Linked DNA regions of Triticum aestivum: region 2 is linked to region 1. A link is a contact called in public Hi-C data. All regions are on one chromosome and are shown on one strand. The core of a region is the stretch at or near the end of the contact, and the rest is flanking DNA. Distances in the headings are between cores, read along the strand shown.

Evidence for each region. A called contact is a pair of places that touch in the nucleus more often than the background predicts.
Region 2: a contact with region 1 is called in a Hi-C map of leaf, with 4 times the contacts expected there. The contact joins the promoter of LOC123065590 here to the promoter of LOC123070560 in region 1.

What each region holds. Positions count from the first base shown.
Region 1 is chr3B:495,039,048-495,044,326 of IWGSC CS RefSeq v2.1, reverse strand. LOC123070560 (beclin-1-like protein) reads right to left here and starts at 2,281. Exons shown (of 10, transcript XM_044493810.1): 1 at 1,649-2,281; 2 at 786-1,144; 3 at 1-17. The coding sequence starts at 1,793. LOC123070561 (replication stress response regulator SDE2) reads left to right here and starts at 2,439. Exons shown (of 4, transcript XM_044493812.1): 1 at 2,439-3,155; 2 at 3,742-4,190; 3 at 4,299-4,387. The coding sequence starts at 2,536.
Region 2 is chr3B:495,326,669-495,331,947 of IWGSC CS RefSeq v2.1, reverse strand. LOC123065590 (wax ester synthase/diacylglycerol acyltransferase 11) reads right to left here and starts at 3,386. Exons shown (of 7, transcript XM_044488839.1): 1 at 3,115-3,386; 2 at 713-1,339; 3 at 542-608; 4 at 285-358; 5 at 1-181. The coding sequence starts at 3,386.

The DNA of each region.
Region 1 (5,279 bases), core at 1,032-3,531:
CATAGTGGCTGCTCAACCTGCAATATATTTCATATTCACACGTGTTAGCACTGCTTTTTTTCTTCTTAAAACCAACACACTGATTAGTGTAGTGCAGCAATGACACAACATGCAGCAGCAAAAACAATGCAAATCTGACGAAATTGAAGCAAATGCATGTGCATGCGTGTGCTCAGTACAGAGATATTTTAAACCATTTTAAAGCAACTTATTGCATCTGAGTTTGTCAAGCAGCAATCTCAAAATACCCGTATTAGTAAATACAAGCAAGTTAAATGCATAGCAACAAGCGGTAAGAGTTGCATATACATGGACACCACACACTATAAATACCCAGTCTCTTTAATTCGCAGGATTTTTTTTAAGTAGGAATAGGAAAAACACACAATTGCAATGCCATGTCCACTCAAATCCTACAAGATTGAATTTGTTCCATACGTCTGATCGCACTACAGGAAAAAAACAAATAAAGGATTCTTTCCAAGAGGCTTCAGTGGATGAAAAATTTCCTTTGAAATACTCCCTCCGTTCCAAAGTACCAAATCTACATACACATCGAAACTTCCTATCTCAGCCAAGCTAGCACCACGACGAGTAATTTGGAACAGAGGGAGTACAGTGCAAAGAAATCCACAGGAAAAGTTCCAATGGGATTCAGTTCTACAAATCAAACAACCCACACAGGAAGGAAAACATTCCTAATGATTTTAATCCTCCAAGAATGCTATGAAAATCCTTTTGAATCAAACAGGTCCAGTATGAAACGTTTCAAGTAACTTATTTACCTGAGTTTGTGAACTAGCAATCTCAAATGCCCGCTTTAAGACAGTCACACTAGAGTGAAATCCAGTATTGTTGCCTGGTGAAGGGCTAGTAGAGTTAAGATTTGGAGGCGACAGATGCGCGCCACCACCTTCGGAGGTAGATGTCTTGTATATGGAAGCAGCGGCAGGTGGAAGCATTATATATGATCCCTCTATTGCTCTTGTTGATTGGTTAGGCTCGACATGCCGGGCTGCTGCATTTGGTGGCCGTGGGGGAATCCCAGGGCCTTGAGATCTGTTCTGCTTGGACAACACAACATAAGAACTGTCCATCCTGCTCGCCCCCATAATACTGCCTTGAACAGAGGATGCATGCATACCTGAACCATTGATGGCATAATAAGAAGTAATAACCATTACTACCACAAAATAGAATCTTCGAGAAACTTACTTAGTAGTGTGAACAAACAAATGGAACTTCAACTGCTTCAAAGACAAATCCGAGACACCGATGCATCAGTTATCACTGTATGAATTTTTATCTTTTACAGGTGCAAGCATTCACTGGTTCATTTTTTATAAATGCAATAATATCCCTTTAACAGGTAGCAGAGTTGTATTTCTCGTCAAATATCGAGTGCAAACAAGTCAAAAACTAGAGTTCTCCAGAAACAGCTATCAACAATTCCATCAGAACCTATATCACTCAACATACCCTATGTTTGCTAGAGAAAACTGCACTTGTCACACACAATTCAGTTGCGCCGTCACATAGAACCGGCACTCCCTCGATTGTTACCGCAAAGCAGCGCTAGATTAAAACTTATGCAATCGCTACAGGCTCATAATAAAGAGGAACGAATCCAACGGAGGCAAAAAAGTACCGGAGTTGGCGTGAGCAGGCAACCTATCAGGGAATGATTCCACGCCGACGACGAGGAGCGCCCGGTGGCATTCCTGGCACTTAAACCGCGGCAGCGACGGGTCCACTCCGCGGCCCTTCTCGCCGGCGGCGGCCTTGGGCTTCATGTCGCAGCAGTAACTCGGGTTTAGCTCCGGGCGTTCTCGCGCTTGCGGGATTCTGAAGCTATGTGTATGCAGAATTCCTCCGCGCTTCCAAGCTTAGGATTCCTGATGAACCCCGGCGTGGGGAGGGGGGATCGAATCGGAGGCGCGGTGAGTCCGACCTGGACTCCACACCAGGAGGGAGGGACGGGAGGAGTCGCGGACCGAATCGGGGTGACTTCAACCGCACGCAGAAATGAGTACGGAAGTCACCCTGACGTGGGGCGCCCACACCACGTGTTGGACCCGCCTGTCAGCGGTGTCTTCTCTCGGTGGGACGCCGTGGCCTGTGCTGGTGTACGGGGAGAGACCGGGGAAGTAGGCCGAGAACGGCGGCGGGTGGCGGTGGCCTCGGAGCGGAGAGGAGCAGAGACAAGGCGGAGAAGGGAGAGGCGAGGGAGGCCAGCGGGCGATGGCGGCGTCGGAGGGGAAGGGGATCTGGGCTTGGAGGTCTCCGCGTCGGCCAATTCCTTTGCTTGGGCAGACCGACCTGTGGAATAATCGGGGACGCACGCGGACGGACGGATAGGCTCCCGAACGCGAGATCCGACGGCGTGAGTATTCTGGGGCCGATCCGGCGCTTCATCATCATAGTCAACAAAAGTCTAGCGCCCTCTCTCTCTTTTCCCCTTCCCTTCACGACCTCCGCCAGAGGCCAGAGGTAGGACGCTAGGGTTTCGCCGACCAACACCGTCCACCGCGCGCCATGGCCGAGGCCTCCCGGTACCAGATCCTGGTGCGGCTCCTCGACGGCCGCACCCACTGCCTCCGGTTCTCCACGCCCACCGTCTCCGGCGCGGCGCTCCTCGACGCCGTTTCCGCGCTCTCCCGCGTCCCCGCCGCCTCCCTCCGCCTCGTCACCGGCCGCCTCGACATCTCGCCCTCCTCCGTCCTCGCATCCTTCCCCGACGGGCAATTCCCCTCCGCGTCCGCGCTCCTCCGCCTCCGCGGTGGCAAGGGCGGGTTCGGCTCCCTCCTCCGTGGGGCCGCCTCCAAGGCCGGCCAGAAGAAGACCAGCAACTTCGACGCTTGCCGCGACATAAACGGCCGCCGGCTCCGCCACGTCAACGCGGAGCGCCGCCTCGAGGAGTGGAGGGCCGAGGCCGCAGATCGTCAGCTCGAGAAACTTGCCGAGGACTTCCTCAAGAAGAAGGCCAAAGAGTCAGGCCGCGGCGGCGCCCGAGCTGCCGAGGTTGACAAGTATCTTGAGAAGTACCGAAAGGATGCCGAGAGCTGCGTCAACGCCGTGGAGGAGTCGGTACGTGCCTCCCTTGGGAAGAGGAAGGCTGTCCCCAAGCCACGTGATGCAAAGAAGCTTAAAATTTGGTGAGTGCTAAAACAACAACTTTTCTTTTGTGGTGTATACCCCACTGTATAAATTTGATAAACTGATGCATATTGTTTCAACCATAGTTCATTTTGTGAATTAGTAGCTTATTTCATAAATGTATTTGTTTTCCTCTGGAATTTTAGTGTTTGATTTTGTTGAGATGTTAGCCAAGTTTATATAATCTAGTAGCTTGTCTGGTACAATTGAGTCTGGATGCCAAGGATAAGTCTGGACTGTGCTTTTTACATGCTTGAGATCCTGTCTAAAAGTTATTTTAGCTTAAATCGTAACCACAAATACGGTGGTGCTCTATGTTCGATTTTCTGTGACAAACATGATATATTGGTGGTGTATTATACTTCTATGTTCTATTTGTACTGAAATGTATATAGTAGTTGCTCTCGTAAGTGGCTAGTTTCAGTCAGTTGAGGGATGAGAGGCTATAAAGGTTTCTCTATTGCAAATGTGCACCTTTATTTCAGGAAGCTAATATAATCAAGCATGTTACACTGAAGAATACTGGACTGTGTGTGTTATTCTATTTTACGGTGCTAACTGCCTGATTGAATCAACTTGTTTCAGGATGGGCAAAAAGAAAGTAGCAGATGATGAGAGTGATAGTGACAGTGACAGTGATGTGGACGATAATGAGGGGGCAGATGCAAAACCCATAGCTCTTGATCATGGGAATTACTCAAATGAATCCAACAAAAGTGAGGAGGAAAAGGTTGATCTGGCTTCAGTTTCTGGGTCACATTCAGAAGGAGAGTCCTCAGGTGAGAAGTCCCAGAGCAGTGATTCAGAGGAAAATGGAAATGCTCTTCAGGAATCCATGGAAGTAAAGATTAGATCAGGATGTGATTTTGAGTCACAAGGTAGTTTGGAGTGTGAGGGGGGAACGGCAGTTCAGCCTGCTCCTGAGAACACTTCTGAAAACGGAACTTCTGAGATTGGTAAGAGTGCTCTTTCAGAAGAAGTTCTGAAATCAGATGCTCCTGAGAACACTTCTGAAAATGGAACTTCTGAGAATGGTAAGAATGCTCTTTCAGAAGAAGTTCTGAAATCAGATGATAGAACAGATGTGGATAACACCGGTTCAGCTACATCATCACTCCTTAATGACCCTGTGGTGCCTCCAGGGGAAGAATCTGCTGATGTAAATAACAAGTCTCTTCTTTCAGAGGAGCCTGTGGACCTGGCAACATTCAGTTCAGCAGCAGAATTGGAGGTATGTTGTGTTTCTAACCCCTCTGGGTACATATTTATCACCACAGTTACATAACAACACTGTGCCAGACATGTTGATAGGTAGTAGTGATTTTGTCACAAATAAAAGGAAATGTTGCTCTAGGCAGCTGAATTCTCGGGGAAATTCATTAACTTGACAATAAGTCAGCTGCTAGTACCAATTAGTGGTAATATAGCATAATTTTTATACACATGTCATACTATCACAGTGACAGTACAAGTTACTTAAACCAGAGTTTTAAAGATCAAATTAATTTCAGCTCATCCAAATAGCATTCATGGTTCTAATCACAATAGTTTGTTTTCTGATACTCAACAAGTTTAATGTTACCCTCCGAAACACTAGCCCATCCTATTCTATGGCCAATTTATCTTTACATGAGGTGCTGATGGGAATTGTGGATTTTTTTAATGCAAAGCTCATATATATTGTACTCATGTGCATAATTAGCTCGTGTAGAACTTCCATTGTCATTCAGTGGACTCCACCTGTGATAACAGTTGACTTATAATCATCGAGGTACTATAGCCGGTGTACTGCAGTTATGGGCCCTTAGGACAGCAGGAGTTGCCGCCTCCCTCTTGTCTACGTCAGTATTGGTGTATTTGTTTGATTAGAAAATTTTCTTACTCCCTCTGATCTATATTAATTGTCGCTGCTTTACAAAGTTGTACTAAACCTGCGACAATTAATATGGATCGGAGGGAGTACTAGAAATTTTGACCTGGCAATTCTAACTAATGATCAGAATAGTTTTACTAAACTTTAGATTGGATTTTAATCCCTTGGAGTCTTTGGTGACAAGTTGGGTCATCTCTATAATAGTCTATGCATTGCATAACTTACAAGTTCAAGCAATAATATGTCTTTC
Region 2 (5,279 bases), core at 2,137-4,636, 290 kb before region 1:
TCCAGTAGGTGAAGATCGATTCCATTGAGCTCTTCTTCCTTCGCGCAACCTTGGTGGCCTTCCGGACGTACTCGAGAGGGTCGTCGCCGTGCACTATGTGGAACGGGAGTATCATGTAGCCAAGCCGATTCCCCCACTCGGCCCAGTTGTCCTTGCCGGACTTCATCATCGTAGCCAGTGCCTACGCCGCCGCAACGCACATTAATCAACGAGGAGAAGGACATGGGACGACTAAGCACAAATTATCAGTGAGGACATGGATGGATGCTCGCCGCCGCGCTTACATGTAGACCGGGCGTCTTCCTCAGGTTAACAAGAAGAGTGGACCGCACCTTGATGCTCTTTCTACCACTTTCTCCTGAAATTATTTAAGTCTGGTCAATTACAAATTATTAAAAAAAATGAGATCCATGGGCACTAGCACCCAGGACTTAGGTTTATAGAAGAAGCCCACCCGGATGAGAAACCAGAAATTCGACAACCTAGTTCTCACAAATTATTAACAAGACAACAAAGTAAAATTACTTGAGCTCGCCCTCACCTGTTTTCCGAAAATAAAACCGAGACAACGCCGCAGACGTCACCCCAAGCAGCACATCGTTTACGGTCTGCAGAGAAGGATCGCAATCCAGCGAGTTAATCGATCACACAACTCATCTTTCAGAGAAAAAGAATAATCGACTATGTAGGCAGGACTTGAGGATCCACGTACGCAGTTCATGGTGTTCTTGACGTACTTGACGTCGTCGAGGCTGAGCGTGCGGTTCACGAAGCGCTTGGGCCGGAACTCCACGCCCTCCGCGCCCTTGAACAGCGTCGGCGGGTCGCGCAGCATCCACGTCGCCGTCGCGGAGAAGCACAAAACGTCCACCACTGTGTGCCACGCGAGCACGAGCAGCGACACGACCCACGCGGCGAGGACCGCCAGGGCGCCCCATGACGACGGCGAGTGGCGCGAACGCAGGGCGTACGCGGGGCCAGCGCGACGGGGGGCGCCGGTGGTCGGCAGCTCCGGCAGCGCGTCCGGGTCCGCAGCGCGGCGGGTGCAGGCGATGAAGAGGGACAGGAGCGAGACACCGTCGCCGACGGAGTGGTGCACGCGAAGCACGACGGCGGCGGCGGCGTCGGAGGTGGGGAAGTCGAAGACGTGCAGCTCCCAGAGCGGGCGGGAGTGGTCCATGGGGAGCGTGGACAGAGACGACACGTAGTGCTCCAAGGCCCGGTCTGGGTCTGCGGACGTGGCAGTGGGGTCCAGGTCCGGGACGATGACGTGGTCGTCGAGGTTCACCGTGGTCCGGACCCACTTGGGCCTCGCGTCCTCCTCCAGCTCGTCCACCACCTGCAGACATGGCTTGTGATGTGATGCATAAGAAGAGTACTGAAATTTTGTGTTTACTTTGGGTTTTCCCTGCTAGCACGCAGTTAGTTCCTTCAGAAATGAGGTTTGGTTTGGTTAATCGTACTACACGTTGATCAGATACAGTGATTGAACTAGGCGCGAACGAATGGGAGCCTGCCAAGCTCGTACTTGATTGGATCATTTGGATCGATCAGTCGAGCTACAGAATCAAAAATCACATCATGCGGTTCGGACGGCAGAGAGTGGTTTCTTTAGGCACACGGAACACATGATAATACTGCAGATTGCAGGACCAATTAATACACTGAACTATCAACAACTTATTACCGAGGAGCCCAACTCTGCAACTGTATCTCGAAAACTCACTATTGAACTTCCGAACCAACAGGAAAAGTTCAACAAAGAACGCTAGCTCATTAGACTAGTCATAATCGGAGTAACTTAACTAGTAACATCACACATTTCAATACAAGATTGCTTATGTGGCAGCTAATTAATGAGGAGAGAGGGATTTGTGGTAACTTAGCTAGTTACTGTAACATCGCACATTTCAAGACATAATGAGTCTATAGCCTAATAAATGAACTCTTTCATGATACCACTCATATGTTACTACCCACTATGGAGGTAGTAACATCGACTAGTAACACTGGCAAGTTACTACTCTATGTTACTCCCCACTATGAGCAGTCTTAGTGATACTACCTCCGTCCGGATTTATCGGTCCCCATTGTATTTCGTGCCAAATTTTGACCATAGATTAAACCAACAAAATGTTCACGCATGTCACCAAACATTATATTTTTGATAACTATGTTCAAATACGAATTCAATAAGATAATTTTTTTCGACATGCATTAATATTTTGTTAGTTAAATCTTTAGTCAAAATTTGGCACAACTACAAAGTGGACCTATAAACCAGGACGAAGGTAGTAGTTGTTAGCACTCGCTTTCTTCTATACACACTGAGGTTGGTCATAGTGGGGAGTAACATATACTAGTATCATGCATATGATCCTAGTGTATAATACTACATCTATAGTGCATAGTATCATAAAATACTCCCTCCTTTCCGGTTTATAAGGCTCAATTCAAAAATCTCACCAACCAAAATAGATGGTGATTGGTGGAATACCTTTTGGAGTTTGCAAAAGCACCCAATTAATGCTTTTGTTTTCCTCAAAAAGTATGTTACCAATGCATTAATTGCAATGCATGCATGCATAAATTACATGCATTGGTTAATTTCCTCTTAATACTTGCATGCAATGATTTAATGCACCTTGAAATCTGAACATGTGATGGGAAACAACCAAATTGAGCCTTATAAAATGGAAAAACTAAAATTTTGAGATAAGCCCTATAAACCGGAAAGGAGGAAGTAGTATCATATGTGGTCTTATTTATTGTCATGCATGACACATAGTAGCATAACATTTATTATGATACGATATATATCTATGTTACTATGACCCTTTCTTTCTTCTTTAATTATCTACCACGTAAGCATGTTTGTGAGTTTCAAGTATATGATACTAGTTATGTTACCCCGCTATGGCCAGCCTGAGTGCTTGGGCCGACTGAAGCAGCAATAGAACTTGGGAACGAGGAACAGTACACATTCAGTACTCTATACTCTAAATCTCCCAGTGAACGCCGGTGCAACATGATCATTCTACGCACGGCACATCAAAAGCATGGTGGTCCAAAAATGAATCAAGACGGAACGATGGCGGGAGCACGCGTGCGTACCTGGACGCTGCAGAAGCGGGGGTGGCGCGCGAGGGTGGCCTCGAGCCCGGCCCGCACGCCGGCCAGGTCGACCCGCGCGCCGAGGCCGAACACGGACACGATGTAGCAGCTGAAGTGCGGCTCCCGGAACAACCGCCCCGTCGGGCTCACCGGCTCCTCGCCCTCGCCTGTCTTGCCCCCGCCGCCCCTCTCCGTCTCGCGGGCGTACCTCGCGTCTATCGCCGACGGCCGCTTCCGCAGCGCACTCCCGCGGCGGCGATCCATCCTTTCCGCCACTACCACGTGACCGCGCGCGTCTGTGCTTGTGGACAGGTCCACGCCCCTTATGTAGTCGTGACGCACGGCGCACGGGACGGTGCCGGTGCAAGTGCTTGGACACCACGCGCGCGCGCGTCGCTGCCGTGCGCTTGTTTTTTCGTTTCTTCGGGAAGCATTTATGTGCGCCTGCGTCTGCTCGGGCGCCGCAACGTGCGAAACTACTGCCGGGGTGTGCTTTGACTGGCTGAGCTGTGATTTCGTTTGTGGTAGCAAGCCGTGGCGACCGAGCAGCGCAGGTTGGAACTGGTGCGAAAGTCACCCGCCGGCTTGGCAGTGTAGAGCGCTGCGCAGAGCCGGGAATCTCCACACTCCACACTCCACACGCGACCGGCTTTGATGGTTAACTTTCTTGAAGTGATGCATTTGATCGGCGGTGTCGTGTACATTTCTCCTTCCAAATTCCAATATAACCGGCGATGACGGACCGTCTCACACCCTGTGGGCGTCGACACGGGATCCGTCGCTCTCGTGACGACTCCTGTTTCAGAACCGCTGCAACGCGATCATTGTTAGAGAGAAAACACCGCTCTTTATTGATCACAAGATATCACTAGACCATGCCGGCGGCGCACGTTGCTGCGCCCGTCCATTATTTCAATAAAATTATAGAAATCTGTCAAAATGTTGGAAGCATGAAACATGTTGTCCGAGCAAATATACGGGAAAAATGCTTTAGTACAATGATATTGCTATATATAACTTGAAACGGCTTGTTATGAGAATGTGTGTATGACACTGACCATAAGCTGGTCCAAATATGGAATGTACGGATTTCAGTGAGTGGCATTATATCAAACTCAGTACAACATATCATAATCTGTTCATAGCGTTTTGAAAGATAGTACTGACATGAAGCACAAAGCCAATTTGAAATGAGAGGTGCATTTTCAAGTTGTACTCCGTGTGCCATGGAGGTTCCTGCAAGATATGCATCTTAGTTATTTCAAGAGTTACTTGATGAAGGAACATGTATGACGACAAAAAGAAAAGATGTTGCTATGGAGATCTTATTAGAAAATATGGATTAACTTATCTATAGCTAAGGGGCTGGTCTAGAAACATGACTTAAAAATCACCCTTATTGCTCTGTTTTTCTGATAATAGAACAAGACTGGTTAGGTACCAATTATGGAGTCAAGCTTGAACGTGTATTCTCCCAGGTGCCAGGGACCAACCTGTCCCTCCCTGAGGAACTACTCTCTCCCACTCCATGCGGTTTTCCTCCTCTGCGAGGATCAATACGTTTGAACAAAACAACATGGAGTGGAGGATCATATGCCAATGAAAAACTGTTGTAGGACACACAAATGACTTCTAAACAGAAAATATATGCGTTTGCAAGATATCAAGATGATTAGCATTTCCGTTACACTGAGTACTCCATAAATCCAATGGGTTTTCCAGCAAAGTTGGCAGTGCATCATCTCAGTTAAATAAAACAAGTTTTATGTTTTTATGCCATCCACAAAGAATGCGGCATTCAGTAGTTCAAAACGTTGGTTGTTTCAAATCTGGACAGTTACTCCACTATAAAGCATAAAACGAAGCTTCTACAAGGCAGTGTGTTATCAGGCTTTAGGAATGATGAAACACTTCCCTGCACATAAATAAAATAAATTTATCATCTTCGGCTCAAACCATTACCAAGCAATGTTATTGTCTTACATTATCTCTAACCCATGGGAGCCTCGTAGTGTTCAGAAATTAGAAACAAAACCTAACCTTCTATCAATTGTATCCCTAAAATCTTGTACCAAAATTCAGTGTCATTAAATACTTAAGTTTGTTAACTGTTGTGCCTACTTGTGTGACTCGCTGTTCTCGGCGCACAATCAAGTCAAAGTAGG